2 separate regions of the Mus musculus genome follow, and region 2 is linked to region 1. A link is a contact called in public promoter capture Hi-C data. All regions are on one chromosome and are shown on one strand. The core of a region is the stretch at or near the end of the contact, and the rest is flanking DNA. Distances in the headings are between cores, read along the strand shown.

The links. Promoter capture Hi-C pulls out the DNA fragments that hold promoters and counts their contacts.
Region 2: a promoter capture Hi-C map of pre-B cells shows a contact between it and region 1, with 5 times the contacts expected there. The contact joins the promoter of Myo9a here to the promoter of Ireb2 in region 1. A contact is called at or near these places in 2 of 39 promoter capture datasets (erythroid cells and pre-B cells).

The regions. Positions count from the first base shown.
Region 1 is chr9:54,860,055-54,866,219 of GRCm38.p6, forward strand. It overlaps Ireb2 (iron responsive element binding protein 2), which reads left to right and starts at 3,701. Exons shown (of 22, transcript NM_022655.3): 1 at 3,701-3,842; 2 at 5,253-5,342. The coding sequence starts at 3,824.
Region 2 is chr9:59,748,847-59,755,011 of GRCm38.p6, forward strand. It overlaps Myo9a (myosin IXa), which reads left to right and starts at 2,328. Exons shown (of 44, transcript NM_173018.2): 1 at 2,328-2,499. It overlaps Senp8 (SUMO/sentrin specific peptidase 8), which reads right to left and starts at 1,803. Exons shown (of 2, transcript NM_027838.3): 1 at 1,732-1,803.

The DNA of each region.
Region 1 (6,165 bases), core at 2,451-4,950:
CAGGGTTTCTCTGTAGAGCCCTGGCTGTCCTGGAACTCACTTTGCAGACCAGGCTGACCTCGAATTCAGAAATCTGCCCGCCTTTGCCTCCCAAGTGTTGGGATTAAAGACATGTGCCACCACCAGGTTTCTTAATTATACTGTCTCTGCTATAATCTGGCTAATCAAAGAAGGCATTAGTATAAGTTTCCCGGGGTTTCTATGACACAACATGGGTAGCAAAAACAATGATTTCAGAGGAAGTAGGAGGGGGATAAGGGAAGTATGCATTACATACACGTACGAAATTGTTAAAAAATAAATGATTAAAAAACAAATGACACTATGTAATTTTCACCTGTAAGTTAATATATATGACTTGAGGTCACTTTTAGCATCTCGTAGCATATCTTTATGTGAGTATTCTGTACTTTTTACCCGTGCTCCTTTGGCAGGCATTGAGGTTGCCTTCAATGTTATTATAAGCAGTAACCTCGTGCTTACCTACCCTGTGCCCGCCTTCATATGCACCTAAAGCCACAGGCGACACCATTGAGACACGGTCAGTACGAGTCATTCCAGTGGCTCATGTGGTGATGGCAGTTTATAGCCTTTGCCATTATAGAGCGTCAACATTGTAAGTAAATACTTTTTTAAAACTTGGTTGCATAAGTTTTCATGAACTTTGAAGTGAGCGCTGTGATGCAATATCTAAAGGTTGGACTCACCTGATGAACCTTAGCATGAAGAAACAATGAGGCAAGTTCCAATTAATGAACATTTTGCAAAAACAACTATGTGCTTTGACAGATACCAACAGCACCAAGGAAAATAAGCAGCTAAGAGACTATCCTAAGTACAGACTAGACAGGATTGGATTTTAGTGGGAAAAAGTTTCTAGAAAAACAATATTATCTAGGCGTGGTAGCACATGGCTGTAACACCAGTACTTGGGAGGTTGAGGCAGGAGAACTGCTATAAGTTTGAAGATACTTTGGGCTTTTTTCCCCTCTGAGTCAGCTCGAGACACCCAAGACCAAGTTCTCAGCAAAAAGGAGGGACAGAGGACAGGATAGGGGACAAAGACTGGAGATAAAGGACAGGGAGAAGGGGAAGGGAACAGGGAGGGGAGAAAGGGAGCAGGACAAAGGGGGAAAGGAGCATGTCTGTGGGGGAGGGGAGCAGGGGACTGCCTCTGGATGGAGAGCAGACAGACAAGCCTCCTAGGCATATGACAGTTTATAAAGGGAAAAGGGAAACCCTGGGTTAGGGTGAGGTTTTAAATTTAATTGTGCGTGTTAATTAGGTGGGCCAAAGGGGGCTGTTGATTGCTGGACTTCAATCTTTTAATAGCTGGACCTTTGTTGTCAGCCTCAGGAGGAAGAAGTAGCTAAATAAGGGAACAGACCTTGATTGCCAGCTTTAGGAGTGTAATCTAACAGTTTTACAAGGCAGAGGGAATGAAGGAGAAGGGCAGGCCCTGCCAGAGCCACGTTTGTCACGCGTGGGCAGCCTAGTGTCCCTTTGGGGTTGTCTGGTGAATGTGGAATCAGCCAGAGCTACACAGCAAGACCATCTCAAAACAAATAAATAAAACAAGGTAAACAATTGAAACAATTGGCAACATTTTAAAATTTGGTTGTAAATGATGTCAATGTTTGATTATAGAATATTAATAGGGCTGATTCTTCAAATGCATAAAGTGTAAATATTAATGGTACTGTACCAGTGCTAAATTTCCTTCTTTCTTTCTTTCTTTCTTTCTTTCTTTCTTTCTTCTTCTTTTTTTTTTTTTTTTTTTTTTGAGACAGGGTTTTTCTGTATAGCCCTGGCTGTCCTGGAACTCACTTTGTAAACCAGGCTGTCCTCAAACTCAGAAATCCACCTGCCTCTGCCTCCTGAGTGCTGGGATTAAAGGCATGTACCACCACGCCCAGCTAGTGCTAAATTTCTTGAATTTAACTGTTGTAGTGTGGTTGTATGAGAGACTGTCCTGGGGGGATGGAGAGATTGCTTAGCAATTAAGGCCATTTGTGCTCTTGTAGAAGACTTCAGTTCAACCCCCAGAACCACAACAAACGAATTTTCAAAAGCTCAAACTAGTGAAAACCATGAGATTTGAGAGATAGGTTGGTAATTAGGATGATTCAACACCCTCTTCTGGCCTCCTTGGGCACCTGCACACACATGACATACACTAACATTGAGATACACATATAAATAAATCTTTAAAACATAAAAAGAAAAGCCCAAGTCTTGAAAGAGTGAGTAAGGGTTAGCCAACGGTGTACAGGAGTGTTGTTTCAAGAGAAGCAGAACTATTCAGTTCAGCCTCGTGAACAATGAAGTTATACGTGAGCTCTTGCTTCCATCTGAATGCATCGCAAATCCAGACTCAGTTTCTTGGTATGTGAGTTTGGTTACTGTGTCCTTCCTAGTTTGTTTCAGTTTCATGGAGATGATTTCGAGAATAGTCATGCCCTTGAGACTTTCTGAGAAGACTGTCACAGTTGTTAAGGTCAGGAAGCCAGTGGATCAAGTGGACTTCTAAACAGTAATGGAAGAGAGGAGCCAAGGATAGCGTGCTGGTATGTGCTTAGGCGGTGGCATTCGCTGGTGTAGGTGACAGACACATAAGGACTCAGTCACTGGCTTGGGTGGCAGTGGTTGTGGTGGTGGTTTTGCATAGGAGATGCCTGTGGTAACAAGCGTTAGGATATATTCCTCTAAGCTTAGGAGATGGGTTTGAGTTGTAGGTAGGCTAGAGAGCATCAGCTTATGAACGGATAGCTGGAGCCAATAGACAGATGAATGAGCCAGAGGAAATGAAATCTGGTGCAAAGCTCATGTCACGAGATAGAGTTAATGACAGTACACTTAATAGCTGGGCAGAGAAAGGCCCTGGTAGAGGAGACTGGGATGAAGCAGGCTTGGAGGCCAGGAAGTACAGAATAGTTTTGGAATTATGGAAGCTAATACAGTTTGTCTTAGCAAACATACTAAACAAACAGTTAAAGCAAGAGCTGGGGTATTAGCAAATAGTTATGCCTACCTTTATCACAGGCATTTTTGGAAGTGGAAACCAGTCTGAGAAGGGATAGGAGTGGGGAAGAAAAGGGCAAACCAGACAACTCCAAAGAGTCCGCTAACCAAAAGACAAGACAGGGAAGACATAAGGACTCTCCCTGGCGGGGCCAGAGAGAAACTTAGGACACCATCACGTTTAACTGCTCCTGGGAAGAGAAAGGTTGAAGTTATAGGAAAGTATGGACATTTTAATTCATTCAATTAGTCGATTGCCTATGTGTCCCATTAACCCGGCCTTGTTCTCTTGAGAATGCACGAGTGGGCGCCTCATTACATCACGGCTTAACACAAGGCTTTACCATGCAGGGAGAACTTGAGTCCCAATCCTGGCTCTTTCCTACAAGACAGTCCTGCAGACATCGCGGGACCTCAAAACCTCACGGTATACTTTTGGGCCCACAAGAAAGTAACGGAACCTATGGCGTCCCGTTGTCAAAGTTACTAACCTCCCAGGGTTCCGCCCCCCCACCTCCAGCTCTGGAGAACAACAGAGGCTGCGCAGAGACCCGCCTACCCGCTGGCTCCGCCCCGCTCTTTCTTTGTTTCGCCGGTCCGAGGATCTCGCGAGAGTTAGCCGGCAAATCCCGCGAGCGCGGACCCCGGGCCAGCTCTGCGGCTCTCGCGGTGCCTGCGCGAGACTGCTTCCTTCCTCCTTTCCCCTGCCCGTCCGCCCGTCTTCCTCCCTCTCTTCCCGGCCTGGCCTCCCCCTCCTTCCCCCGCTGGCCCCCTCCCCGCAGGGATAATATGGTCTCCGGCGATGGACTCCCCAAGTGCAGGTCAGTTCCCGGCCGCCGCCTTAGCGTTGGCGGCTGGTGGCGTGCGCTGCTGTACATCCGTGGCCCTCGCTGTGCTCTGCTTACGGTCACCCGGGGGGGCGGTCGGGCCCTCAGGGCTTGGTCGTTCTCTCCCCTCGGGGCGGAGGCCGCGAAGGCCGGGCGTCCCCGCCCGCGCGTCCCGCTCTTCAGCGGAGCGCTAATTCCGCCCCTGGCCGGGGCCCGCTGCTTGTTGGCTGCAGCCTCCAGGCCCCCAGGAGGAACTGCTGGGGCAGGGACAAGCCCACGTCTTTCTCTGCCCGCCCCCCTTTTGTGAGCATTGAGTGTCGGAAGACCTGGCTCCCTTGTTTGGCTTTCACTCTGCTGGCTGATCCTTCTACCCAGCATCCTGGGATCTCCCTTTCTTTGCTCCTGGAAGTGGAGGGGCTGTCGAGGCTGAACGTTAGCCGGTTCCCAGATCATTTGTTGCAGTCTCCTCCCCCATCCACCTCCCTCCACAAAAGAAAAACACTGTTCTTTCTGAATGGACTGTGCTTGTCTTTTCTGGTTTTGGAAGAAGATCTTAGAGCAATGTTTAAGGGTCTCACCCATCCAAGTAATGAGGCCGCATAATGAATTTTTATCTACCTCACCCTTTCTCACAACACTGAGAGTGGGGGCATATTCAATTAGTGCATAACCATTAAGGGTATATCTCTTAGTAGAATCTAATGTGCCAGTTTACCTAGATATTTTGATGGTCACTTTAAAAATCATCTTTAGTGTTCTGTTGTTGGATTTTTAATTGCCTTTTGAACCTCTAACAATGGTTTTGTCAAAGCATTATCTCTGTACTTAAGCATGTTCAGGGCACGATTTCTGAATGCTTGTACATCATTTAAACCATTCTTATGGTCTCTTTGCAGACATTTAACATTTCTAAGATTGAAAAGCCATTGGGTGGGTAATGCTGTAATCCCAGCATTCAGGAGACAGAATGGGCGATTATTGCCTCTACTTGCAGGCTCTCCTGGGTTGCCCAGTGAGGTTAAGTCCACTCTGGGATACAGTGACAACACCCTGTGTCAACAGGCAAGGTAGAAAGCTGTCTGTCTCACTAGTTTCTGTTTGACAAGAGTCGAGGTTTAGAATTGTCCCCTTGCAGTCCCGTGGAGACGAGTCTTGTGTCTGTGGTATGGGACAGTCAGCACCTCCATCACTGCCTCCATGGTTCAAGGTGGCCCTCGTAGCTGCCCCGCAGGGTAATGCAAATGTGCAATATTCCCATCAGCTTTCCATCACACACAGAGTTCTGCTGAGCAAAAGTTTGGGTGTTTTCTCTTTGAATAAGGTTCTTGGTAACTGTAGTTAATGTACTTAATGTATTTGATGGAATGTATTTAATGAAAGGCATTTGTTCTTTTTCTTCTCCAGGATACACCTTTGAGTACCTTATTGAAACATTAAATGGCAATTCACAGAAGAAGTTCTTCAATGTACCTAAACTTGGCGGCACCAAGTATGGTAATGTTGCTTTACGTTTTTCGTGGGCTTAGTTTCTAGTAGTTACAGTGCATTGGTCAAGGTGAGCAGAAGACATTTTATAAAACTTCCTTTGGGACTTTTGGTTGAGAACAATAGAAACCATACCTCGATTTCTTCTTTAAACTTTTAGTTAATTAGATGCTGCCTCTCCTCCCCTCCCCCCAGAAGCTAATCTTATTTTTAAAAGAGAACATCATAATCTATAGTGACTGAATGTGTGTGTTAACTTTTTCAATGGTCAGTGCCTCTGGTTATTGTTTTGTTTTTGTTTTTTTCAGGACAGGGTTTCTCTGTAGAATGTGACTGTCCTGTCATCCACTCTGTAGACCAGGCTGGTCTCATACTCAAAGATCTATCTGTTATTGCCTTCCAAGTGCTAAGATCAAAGGCAGGGACCGCTACTGCTTAGAGCCTCTGATTATTCTTTAAAAATATTTATCATCTTTAAATAGAATCATCAACTGAGCCCACTGGTTCAAATTGTTCTTCACTGCTAGGCTTGATTCTCTGACACTTTGGTAAACGTTTTCACATTCCTCATCGGGGTCAAACCTTTCATCGCATTCTCAGAAAAATGAACGTGCTTAACCTGGCCATTGGATGGATGGAGTCTTAACTTTGATTTTCAGTTGTCTTTTGTTTTGAGACATGGTCTCCTAAGTGGCCCAGGGTGGCCTTGAACTGTCATTTCTGTCTCAGTGCTGCAGTGGGAAGAAGGTCCCACTAAGCACAGCTTTTGATTTAGTTGACAGTTGAGCAATTTTTCTAACAAGACCAAAGAATAGAAAACCTGTTTGGAAGA
Region 2 (6,165 bases), core at 1,078-3,577, 4.9 Mb after region 1:
CTCATCTCTGTTTTGGGGGAGGGGCTAAAAATGTAGATGGTTTTTAAGCTTTGAGCCTGGACATATAGCTTATACAACCGGGTTACCAGGAAGAGGAAGGGTCCATAACTGAGGTGATCTGATTAGGATTGGAGATGGGAAGCAGAAGTGGTAGCCGATGCAAAGAGGATCCGAAAGCTTACGGCCGCCTTGGCTACCAAGCAATTCAGTGAGTCCCTATTGCAAAAACCCAAAGCAAGAGCAAAAACTGAGAGAAGCTGGGGATAGGGCTCAGTTGAGGAGCACGGCCTAGCACTAGCTGCAAACTTCCCGCCTACATGCCCTCCCCGCCTCCCACGCACACGGAACCGTCCTGACTGGAAAGGCAGGAGTGGCTTCCCTTCTCTCAGTTCCCAGAGCAGTCATTTAATTCTTTCAGTCTTCTGCTAAAGCTTCTCATCTTATCTTCAATTCTTTCTCGTCAAAGGATTCCTGCTTTTAAGGTTTGGAAATCAACTCCCTCAGCTTCTTGTCTATTCACACCACTCATCGCTCCTGTGTAGCTTGCTGGACTCTACCCTTAACATTAGTCATCTAGTGAGCTATAGTTTGTTGGAGGGGTATTAGTTTTACTTAAAAAAAGAAAAAAAAAAAAGCATCCTAGGTGATTCTAATGGACGGACAAGCTCGTGTTCTCCTGCTGTTTTTCTCTTCTCTACCCCTCCTCACCCTTAGTCATTCACTTTCAGGTTCCATGGCTCACCCTTCACTCACCCATCACGCCCCGACCTCCCCAAGTCAGGACTGACCCAGAGCCCAGAATCTAGTGCTTGTTCTACTCACTGAGCTAAACTTCACTTTATTCTTTGAGGCAAGGTTTCACTATGTATCCCCTGCTAGCCTGAAACTCGGCGTGTACTACCATATCTGCTTTTTTTTTTTTTTTTTTTTTTTTTTTTAAAATTGGCTCAGACTGGCTTCCCACTTGGAGATCTAGCTGCCTTATTCTTTCAGGAGCTAACAGGCCAGCCATCCCAGGCAATCAGCCATCTTCAAAAACAGCCTTTGCACCTGCATCTGATTATTTCTTGCACTTGTTATAGTTAAGTTTCCCCCGCCTTGTGATCAAGATTGGCCTTAAATTCACTCGCCACATAGTCTAGTTGTTTCAAATGGAAGTCTACCTGCGCGGTTTTTACTAGGTATATGCCAATCCTCTTGCTTTTTACTCTTAGGTTGTTTGTCACATGCCTTTGTACTAGCCTTTCTCTACTCCCATTTTCTTTCTGGCCAGTTTCGGTCCACCAAGGTTTTAACACGAGTTCTCCACAGGCCTGAAAGTCATTTGGGAAAAGTCCTCTTCTGCAATCAAGGACCCCCCCCCCCCCACTCCCCCGTTTGTGTTCAGCTCATCCCGTGTTATTTTACTGTGTTACCATTGCGGATTCTTTGTTTCCTACATCACAGCACTTCAAAAGAGCGGATATTTTTTCATTTTCTTCTAATATTCTGGATTTTACAGCATAGAAACAACTCAGTGAAAAGTCTGTGGAATGAATGGAAAGAAATACTTGGCCACGGGGGCGGGAACAAGTGGGGGGAGGGGCGTGCGTGTGTGGAAAAGGGGCGGCGCTGAGAATCCAGCTGCAGAATGAGGAAGGGGCTCGGACACACTAGAGTCTGCGTGGAGCGCAAAGCGATCCACTGCTTCCAAAAACTGAGACAAACCTAAGTAGGGAGGAGGCGTCTTACCTATTCCTCAGGCCTCACCAACCCAACCAGCCTTCAGGGAGCTCTGTACTGGCCGGAAAGTGAGACTTAAGGTCGTAATCCCAGAGTTTGCCTTTCCAACCTTACGACGTTTTTATGTAGTAATCGAGAATCTAACACGGAGGTCTCAGCCCTGCCGTAAAGTGAAGAAGGAATGGGGAGGCGGGGCCATTCGGAGGGTGGAAAATAGGCGTGTCCGCGCAAGCGCAGGCAGCCCGCTCCAGCAGCGTCACGTGCGGAGGCGGGGCCGGGCGGGGCTGTCCGGGGCTTGGCAGCAGGGGGCGTGGGAGGTAAGTGCGCGCGCGCCTGCTCGGCTGCTGCTGGAGAGCCGCGCGGGGCGGGGCCGCGTGAGCGGGGTCGGGGGCGCGCAGGCCTGAGAGGACTGGGGACGCAGAGGCAGTTGGCGGTGGCCGTCGGAAAGTCCTGGCAGGACGGGGAGGGACTGCGGCGGAGATACCGGTCCCCGGGCAAAAGCAGGGACCGCGGTTTAGCTTCCAACGCGTGCTCTCTGGGCGGGGTGCGGCGGGGGATGTGCCTGCCCAGTCCGGGCGGAGTCTCTCTGACAGGGCGGGGGATGCGCGGCCGCCGCTCTCTCGGACCCTGAGGCGACTGGGCCCACCCTCGCGGAACCCTCCTACCCCCCGGCGGCCTCGGCCTCTGCTTTCTCCTTCTGACCCTGGAAACCGAGCTGGGGAAGCGGCTACCGCCGAAGAGGAAGGGGCTGTGGTGGCCACCGCGGCGCAGCCAGAGGTAAGACCCGCCCCAGCACCCAGCGGCCCTGCCGCCTGGCCTGGCCCGGCCCACGTCTCCCGCTCGGCTCTTTGGCTCCCGGAGGGCTGCCCCGCCCCGCCCCGGCGGAGACGCCCCGCCAGCAGCTCTGCCCCTAAAGCCTAGCAATCGCCGGAGTACCGCCGGGATTCCACCCCCAGACTCGACTCTCCCGTACCTTTCATTGACCAGACACCATTCTGTCCACCAGTAGCCGCGGCGCTTCTGTCACTGGCCCCCTTCCACCTCCTGCTAGAACCTCTTTAGACCCTCTTTAGGACTCTGACTGGAACCTCTAGACACCGTTATGTCGGAGCGGATCCTTGTCTGGGAACCAAGGCCACTACTGCTTCCTAATGCATTGCTACGTCCCAGATCTTTGGGTATCCTACGAGTCATCGCTACCCGAGCTTTCATAGGGACCCTCACGCAGCTTACTTCCAGTCAGGTTTGCTAGGTTTTCCCCCTACCCATACGAGCTTTCAGATAGCCCAATGTCATGATGCTCTTACCTAGTAGGTCTCCGGTTAGCCCTTCAAATCACCATCAGAGTGCTGGATCGCCCCCTCACACCCCCCCCCCCCCCGCCCTGGTGTAGTTTCTCTAGAAGACCTCTTAAGCAAACCTTGTTACCTGATTTCTAACCAATCGGGATCTTTGGTTGAAAAGAAGTTTCCAGGAAAACTCGAAGGGGTTATTTACATAGTCCAGTATATTCACTCCATTGGATTTTAAGGAGTCAGACTGAGACCCATGTTTGGAGCCTCAGGGACTGGTTGCTGAAAGGGAAAGAGAGCAAAGAGTGTGAAAGCCCAGGCAGGGAGGGTATGTGTGCTGTTACAAGGGCAAGCTGCTTGCTCCTCATCTTGTCTCTTCAGTAGAAGGAAAGAACCAGTCTATATCTTGTCACTTCTGGGCTTCTGTAAGGATTAAGTTGCATTACACCAATGAAGATAAGTAACTCTTCATATATTTGTCTCAGCACTGTAGATTTGTACAGATACACAGGTTTTTAACTAGAGGAGTTTTGGATTTACTGTTTTTGAACTTGTTAGAAAAACAGCATTTATAGCTGTTCTTAATCCCTGAAGGCTAATGTTTTTAGTATTTTTTTACCACCCAGTCTTCTCCAAGGACCAAGTATAAGTGTCATTCAGAATTGAAGTTATTATTAACAGCTTTCTTAGTAGTAGTAAAATATTGAATAAAATGTTTGTTGAAATTATACTCCTGAGATGTCAAGAGGGAAGCGTAATGTTAAGTGTTAAGTGTATAATTTTAATGTTTATGTAAGGGTGGGGGATATTTTTGTAGTTAGTACTTACGGTTTTTTTTTCCTTTCATTTTTTTGTGTCTGTGTGTAATACAGGGAGAAAAACCAATTTACATTATGGGTATTAATGAGACACAGTTTAGAAGTCAAAACCATCAGAATAGTGTAGTAAAAAGTTTCTCTTTCTCCAATCTCCAATTGTTCATTTTCTATTTTTCAGCTTCTGTAATTGGTATGATGTGATATTTCCAGCGTTTATAAGCTTATATCTGTATTTTAAAGACACACAAACTATACACAAATTATTCCATTTTCACATACTACTGCTGAGTCCTAGAGATCATTCAGCAATAGTGTTCACGGAAGAGCCACATTTACTGGTTGGGTAGTATTCCATTTTGATGGACTTGGATTTATTTTTAGTCCTTTTTCTAAAAATTACTGCAAGCTTTTATTCTAAATGTACCAGGTATTATATGTATAAATGATTTTCATGGTTTGAAAAAATTCTGATAATTATTTTTGTATTGAACCTATAAAAAGAAGTGTATCTGAAGTAAACTTCTCATGGACTCTCTTGAGCTACAACTCAAGACTACTTTTAATGGTAATTATATTTATCAGATCAATTATTAAAGGATTTGAAGTGAGGGACCAAAATGTTCAGATGAGCATTTTTAAAAGTCACTTTAGAGCAGATTAAAAGTAGAATAAAGTTAAAGCCAGAAATATATTAGAAGGGTGATACCATAGTTCTGAATTTGGATATTGGTAGTTGACAAGTCTTGGTGATTTGATGGAAAAGCATACAGAGAGGACAAAATTGGAGATATTGTTCCAATCTTTCCCCTTATGTGAGGATCCATATGATGAAGATTTTAATTTTTAGTTGTGACATGTTAAATAAATGGCTGTTACGGGCTGGAGAGATGGTTCAGTGGGTAAGAGCACTGACTGCTCTTCCAAAGGTCCTGAGTTCGGTTCCCAGCAACCATATGGTGGCTCACAACCATCTGTAATGACATCCAATGCTCTCTTCTGTTATGTCTGAAGACAGCTACACTGTACTCATATAAATAAAATAAATCTTTAAAAAAATAAATAAATGGCTGTTATGTAGTGAATTTGTGTCAGAAATTCATAACATCAGGTTCTGTGCCAGTAGTAAATTTTGGAGGCAAAGATGTATAGTTACAAGGAAGAGATTTCAGGCAGAAACTCAATATTTAGAGCATATAAATACCTAGATTAAGTTCTTTTAAGAAATTATTAGTAGTGAAAAACTACAATCTAATGTGTTGTTTTTACCACTAGTATTACTGTTTTAAAGATTTATTTTTGTTTGTTAGAGTATCTGTGTGTGCCTGTGTGTATTTGAGTGCATTGTTTGAGGAGACCAGAAGAGCATGTCCAAATTCCCTGAGCTGGAGTTAGAGGCAGTTGGAGCAACTGGACTAGGTTCTGGTAACCTCAGTAGGGTCCTCTACAAGCGCAGGTTGAGATCTTAACCTCTCAACAATCTCTCCAGCCCCACTAGTATTACTTTTTGTAAAAGGGTCTCGTGCCCTTCAGGCTGACCTCAAAACTCACTATGTAGCCTAGGCTGGCCCTGAACTTCTTAACTTTATCTCTGGAATGCTAGGATTGTATGAATGTGCTACCATGTTTCTTTCATGGAGCGCTAGAAATTGAATCCATGACTTTGTGTGTGCTAGGCAGACACTTTATCAATCGAGCTATGTCTTGAGTCTGATTATTTTTAGAGATAGTGTTTTCTCATTTAGCCTAGTTGTCCTAGAATTCTCAATTTAGCTTCATCTGATCTCAAATTCTTGAGCATATTATTATATTATAGGTGCTACAACAGAGGGCTAAACAATTTTTTTCTTTAGTTAATTTAGTGATATATAGTTTTTGAGGAGATGGTATAAATTCATTGTTTTTTGTTTTTTTTCTTTTTAAATTCGATGATGATCTTGATGCATTGTACATGTCTATTGGTGTTCTTGCTTCAGATACCTAATTTAGGTAGCTGGAACTGCAAATGTGTATCATGTTCAGCTAAATTTACATGTTTTAAAAGAAATATAGCTATAGTAGAAATTAGTAATATAAGCCTCCATCTTTTAAAATCATTTGTAATTATATAGATGCTTGTTCAATCTTTATTATTTTCAAAGAAGTGCAGAAAGGTTGAGAATAAGATTGACCAAGAATTTTAATATTTTTTGCTGGACATGGTGGCACACACCTTTAATCCCAGCACTCGGGAGGCAGAGGCAGGTGGATTTCTGGGTTCGAGGCCAGCCTGGTCTACAGAGTGAGTTCCAGGACAGCCAGAGCTATACAGAGAAGCCCTGTCTCGAAAACAAAAC